2 separate regions of the Sus scrofa genome follow, and region 2 is linked to region 1. The links are chromatin contacts, called in public Hi-C maps. All regions are on one chromosome and are shown on one strand. The core of a region is the stretch at or near the end of the contact, and the rest is flanking DNA. Distances in the headings are between cores, read along the strand shown. Region 1 holds the start of BSG (basigin (Ok blood group)). Region 2 holds the start of TPGS1 (tubulin polyglutamylase complex subunit 1).

Region 1 (2,976 bases), core at 41-2,540:
CTGGCCAGGGCTGCATCTAAAGGGCACTCATCTTGCCTGGGGCTCCTCTTCCCAAAGAGAGCAGGCAGCGCGCCTGCCAGGGGCCGTGCCCTTGCCCAGAGGCGGTCAATAAATGCCCATTGTGATTATAAGGAAAAGGAAAGAAACTGAGGCCTTGAAGTGGGTCACGGGTAACCCACTTACTGAAAAGCTGGTGAAGCTTTTACAAGAAGCAGCCCCTCCCAGGCCCTGCCCAGCCCTATGCAGTTTCCTGCTATAACAGCAGCCACTGAGGATAGAAGCTGGCACACTCCTGCTTCCCCCAGGGGGAAGTCTCAGGCCCAGCTGGTCTGCACTTTGTTCTCTCCCTGCCGCTCACTATGAATTGTTAACTGAGAACCAAACGAAGTCCCCATCGATTCGGGAAGAAAATGTCTCCCTCTCAGGCAAAAGAGAGAATGGGAGGGCTTGCTTTCTCCGGGGAAAACACGCCTTAATCCATCTTCCAAAGACCATTCTCTAAAACACGTCTTCCCACCCCACAGTCTACCGCTCCTGTGAAGAGCTCTGAAAACAAAACGCTTGTTTGTGCGACTGTAAAAACAGCTCCCCCCGCCCCCACGCTTCCTACTCCCAACCCAGTGGCTCACGATGACCTTGGAATACCTCCCCTACCGGCCAGGGCCTCAGTTTCCACCCCAGTAAAAAGAAGAGGATGGACTAGCCGCCATCTCCTTCTGGGCCCCGAAATCAGGCACAACCAAAGGAAGCGGAGTGTCGGCCTCCCTACAAGGGTTAAAGTGTTCGGGGACCCCAGGAGCAGCTGCACAGCCAGAGCGAGACACGAGACCTAAATCCCAGGAAGAATGACAATCCCTTCAGCCGGAGAGCCGGCTAGCCCCAGGGGCCGTCACGTACTTGGGTGCCCGCGTCCCCTTGGGGACAAGAGCCCACTTCTCGGATGACAGCCAGGCTTCGGCGCCCGGGGGCTCCCCTGCAGCCCCCGCCCCAGCACACCGAGCAGAAAGGCCCATCCTATGCTGCCTCGGGCAGGTAGGCTCCAGGCCGGAGTCTCCCTCCTCCGAGGGCCGGGGTCTTCTCCCCCACCACCCGGGCCAGATTCTCTCTCCCCACTCGCCCCAGCCGGGGTCTCCCCTGGAGCGGAAGGAGGCCACTCCATTCCAAGTTTGTGCCCCCACCACCCCCGGAGGGCCCCCAAGACCCTCACCTGCCCCAGAGCCGCCCTGGGTGCTCAGTAGCACGAGCCCCAACACCACGAGTCTCACGTCCGCCATCCTACCGTCCTACCGTCCCCGCGCAACCGCCGCCTGCGGCGCTATAAGAACCGGGAGGCCGCCGGACGCGCGCACGCAGGCGTCTTCGCGGAGGCGGGGACGCGCACGGGGCGTCTGCCACCACTTGCGCACGCGCATGTACGCACGTACGCACGCGCAAACCCCTTTTGGCTCGTGCTACGGAAGCCGGGTGGCCCTGCGGTCCTGAGGCGTGGCTACGTTTCTAGGAAACGGGGCGGGGCCTAAGAGGCTGGGCTGGCAGCCTCGCTCCTCCCTAGTGCGAAGTAAGATCCGAACTGTACGCGCAAAGTGGTCAAAATGCTCAACTTCTGTGTACAAAAAAATTTAAAAAGCATCGAGGGAGGCGATGGCGATCGATGTGAACAGCCCCCTGGGGTGGGGGCTGCCAAATTTAGCAAATAAAAATAGCTGGACAGCAGTTAAAGTTTGAATTTAAGCTAGAGAACCAGTAATTTCTTAGTGTAAGAGTACTGTGCAGTGTTTGGACACAGTTGTGCAAGGAAAGCATTCACTCTTTATCTGAATCGAACGTAACTGTCCGTCCTATATTTGGCTGGAAAACCTACCCTGAGGTTTCCGTGTTTTACAAGTTTTTTTTGTTTTTGTTTTTGTTTTTATGACAAAATAGGAGTTCCTACTGCAGCACAATGGGATCAACGGTGTCTCTGCAGCAGCAGGGACGTGGATTCGATGCCTGCCTAGGTCCAGTAGGTTAAGGATCTGGTGTTGCCACAGATGCCGTAGGTTGCAGCTCTGGTTCAGATTCCATACCTGACTGGGAATTCCACAGGCCATAGGCGCCCAAAACAAAAATAAAAACTTTTATGCTTCAAAGAAGAAAGTGAAGGAGTTCCCACCGTGGCTCAGTGGTTAACGAATCCGACTAGGAACCATGAGGTTGCGGGTTCGATCCCTGGCCTTGCTCAATGGGTTAATGGTCGGGCGTTGCCATGAGCTGTGGTGTAGGTCGCAGATGTGGCTCAGATCCCATGTTGCTGTGGCTCTGGTGTAGGCTGACAGCTACAACTCTGATTAGACCCATAGCTTGGGAACCTCCATATGCCACAGGAGCAGGCCTAGAAAAGGCAAAAAGACCAAAAACAAACAAAACAAAAACAAAGAAGAAAGTGAAAAGACAACCTACAAAATGGGAAAAAATATTAGTAGGTCATGTATCTGATAAGGGACTTATATATAGAATATATAAAGAGAAGTTCCCCAGTGGCTCAGGGGGTTAAGTATCTGGCATTGTCACTGCAGCAGCTCAGATTGCTGCTGTACTTCAGGCTGGATCCCTGGCAGGGGAATGTCTACAGGCTGCAGGTGCAGCCAAAAAAAGAAAAAGTGTCACCCCACACACTGGACTGTTAATCAGACATGAAAAGGGCTAAAGCACAGACACTGGCCACAACACTGATGGATCCTGAGACCACGATGCTCAGTGAGAGAAGCAGACACAGAAGGACACACAGTGTGTGACTCCATGGATGGGAAATGTCCAAAACAGGCACATTCACAGACACGAAGAGTGGGTTCCTGGTTGTCAGGGGCTAGAGGAGGTGATGGGGTAACTGCTAATGGGGGAGGGGCTTCCTTTTGGGTTGATGGAATGTTCTAAAACTAATCGTGGTGATGAACCCTCAACTCTGAATTACCAAAACCCACTGAACTTATGCCTAAT
Region 2 (2,700 bases), core at 76-2,575, 40 kb after region 1:
TGCCCTGAGCTCTGGACGCTCACCAGCTTGCTCCCTGCCAGGTCCCTATCTCTGGCCACCCCCTTTTCTGGCTGTCACCTTGGACACTCCCCCCTTCCCCCTGTGGCACAGACAGGCACTCTGCATGGGTGCCTGCTCTCCATACCCCTCCCCACACCCAGGCTTCCTCCAAGCCTCTCTGTGCTCCCCTTCTTAGGAGCTGCCTCCAGATAGGGGGGCTGGGGGATTAGGCTGAAACTCTCCCCTGCCTGGCTTCCTCCCCTTCCTGAGTTCTCTGAGAGCACCTTCTTATAACGTGATCCCCATGTGAATGCTCGCCTCAGGCTCTGCTTCTGGGGAACCCCCAATCTAAGTCCCAGCCCACCTACATCCAGCAGCAACCTTGTCTGGTTGATGCTGGTTCTCTCCATCCACGTGGTATGGCTCACACATTCAACGGGTGTTTCTCAATCCCCTTCTATGGGCTCAGAGCTGGGGGTGGGGGTGGGCGGCAGGCACCATCCCCTCCACACCGCCATGCGAAAGTTCCACGGCCTTCCCTTCCCCTGTGGACCCCCACACTGCAGCCCTACAGCCTCCAGGCCAGTGCGCCTGCTGGCCTTTCCCTGTGCGTCATGCAGGCCCCTTCCCGGACACCCCTCCTGCCCGCAGGAGGCCTTGCCCTAGGGCTGCAAAGGGAAGCTCAGCACCTGCAAAAAGGCATCACAAAAGACAAAGTCGACCAGAGCTCGCAGCACTGGCCCTCATCTCGGTGGCCGAGCCGGGAACCTCCAGCTGACAGCAGTGCGCGCCCACCCCGCGCCAGGGGCAACGGACCACAGTTCCCAGCAAGCCCCACGCTATATCGCCGGCGCCGAGGCGGGGAGCGAGCAGCACGGAGCACGCTGGGAGTTGAGGTCCGGCCGCATCCCCTACCCGCCCGGGCCCGGCCCAGCCCCGCACCTCTGGGAGTGGTGAGCCAGGCGAAGATGCCATAGCGCGCGGCCCAGGCGCTGCTGCTGCAGCAGGAGCTGGCCCGGGGGCTCCCCGGCGCCGCCGTTTGCAGGCGAGCGCAGGCCCATGTTCTCGAAATAGTGTGCAAGGAAGGCAATGGGCTCCTCGGGTCGCGCCTCCAGCACCTTCAGCAGGGCCGCGCGCAGCATCTCCGTCACGCCGACCTGCCGCAGAAAGTCCTCCTCACTCTCGGCCGTCACAGCTGCTCGGGAGACCCCTGGCCGGCCGCTGTCCGTGATACTGGCCGCCTGGGTCATCGCCGGCCGCCGCTTCTCCACTGCCGCCATCTTCGCTGAGGGCGACAGGGCCGGAAGCGCCGCCATATTTCACAGTACGCTAGCGACTCGGGCCGGCCATCTTGGTTAAGGGCAGAGAGCACCCGGATCCCGCTGGGATACTGGGAAATCACCACCGCAGGCCACTCTTTCTCCTAGGTTCTAACTGGCATTCTCTCTCAGGTTTCCTCTTTACGTGTGCTGGCTGGTTTTCCTGGCTTGGGCCAGGAACTTAAATTTTGCCAGACTCCAAAATGGATCCCTAGGAAGGGCTTGGTTTCTGGTGTGAAGCTGGATTGCTTGCCATCTTGGTAGTGGGCGAGCCCTTCATTAGCACGGTGCCCTGGCAACCGGTCTCCTTGGTTACCAAAGACGCCCTGCTGAGCATAGGCGGTATGGCTCCACCCCACCTCCAGGACTAAGTAATGTCCCCCTCCCTTTTCTGATTTTCAACTCAGCGTTTGTGCTCAGCCTAATTCAGTCTACGTCTGACTGTGTAGCACTTCGTGGGGAAAAGCTCCCTCTATGCACCAGACTGTGTTCGGGGTCCACTCTGCGCTCCCTCTGCCCTTAGTCCCCGGTACGCGCCTGCTGAGTGAGTGGAGTACTCACGGTTCCCAATTATTCGCCCCTGGCTATTACCTTTCCTTCCCACCAGAGGGATCTTTGTCGCCTGCATCCTCTATAACTCTCAACTCTCTCAGAGCGCCCAGTTATAGCAGGCTGAAGTCCCTGGCATCTACAGTCCTGCCAATCTCATATCCAGCCCCTCTGTCTTGCCTTTCCCGCCACCTTAGCCCACAGCCATTCGCAAAGAGATGCTATTTCCCTTAACAAGTCACCTCTGTCTGTCTTTGCCCATGCCATCCCCAACAAATCTCCGCTGCTGCTGCTTTTTTTTTTTTTGGCCACACGGAAATTCCCAGTTCAGGAATCAAACCTGTGCCACAGTGGTGACAACACAGGGTCTTTAACCCGCTGAGCCACCAGGGCACTCTCTCTTCTCCGCTTCTTTTGAGGACTCCTAATTATTCTTTTAGCGTCAGTGTCCCGTTTCCCCCCCAGGGAAGGGCAGCAGGCAGGCAGAGTGCACACCTCTCCCCGAGCCCTGGCCAGGTGGGGCTGGGGTGTCTGTCCTTCCTTGTCTCTCTGGGGAGTCACCCAGAGCAGAGGATGCCTGGAGCTGTGTAGAGGATTCCAATGTCTGTTCTACCACAGGAACCACTGCCAAAGTTAGGCCAGATGCTCTTTATTCTCCAGCTCTGCACTGTTGGGGTGGCTCCCCAGGGGCCTCACTGAGGGGAAGCCCAGCCAGCTGGGAAGCCTGGATGTGCTGCCATCAAGGTAAAGGGTGCATGGTCAGCCCCTCTGCTGTCCATAACCCTGTCAATGTCCTCTCGTTGCAACTGAGTGGAAAGAGTCCTCCTCTTTG

The links. A called contact is a pair of places that touch in the nucleus more often than the background predicts.
Region 2: a contact with region 1 is called in a Hi-C map of liver, with 4 times the contacts expected there. The contact joins the promoter of TPGS1 here to the promoter of BSG in region 1. A contact is called at or near these places in 7 of 47 Hi-C or Micro-C datasets (heart right ventricle, liver, psoas muscle and 1 more) and 2 of 2 datasets of contacts at active chromatin or transcription factors (alveolar macrophages and skeletal muscle).

What each region holds. Positions count from the first base shown.
Region 1 is chr2:77,742,044-77,745,019 of Sscrofa11.1, forward strand. It overlaps BSG (basigin (Ok blood group)), which reads right to left and starts at 1,291. Exons shown (of 8, transcript NM_001123086.1): 1 at 1,208-1,291. The coding sequence starts at 1,274.
Region 2 is chr2:77,782,109-77,784,808 of Sscrofa11.1, forward strand. TPGS1 (tubulin polyglutamylase complex subunit 1) reads right to left here and starts at 1,326. Exons shown (of 2, transcript XM_021084307.1): 1 at 943-1,326. The coding sequence starts at 1,316. MADCAM1 (mucosal vascular addressin cell adhesion molecule 1) reads right to left here. Exons shown (of 5, transcript NM_001037998.1): 5 at 2,502-2,700.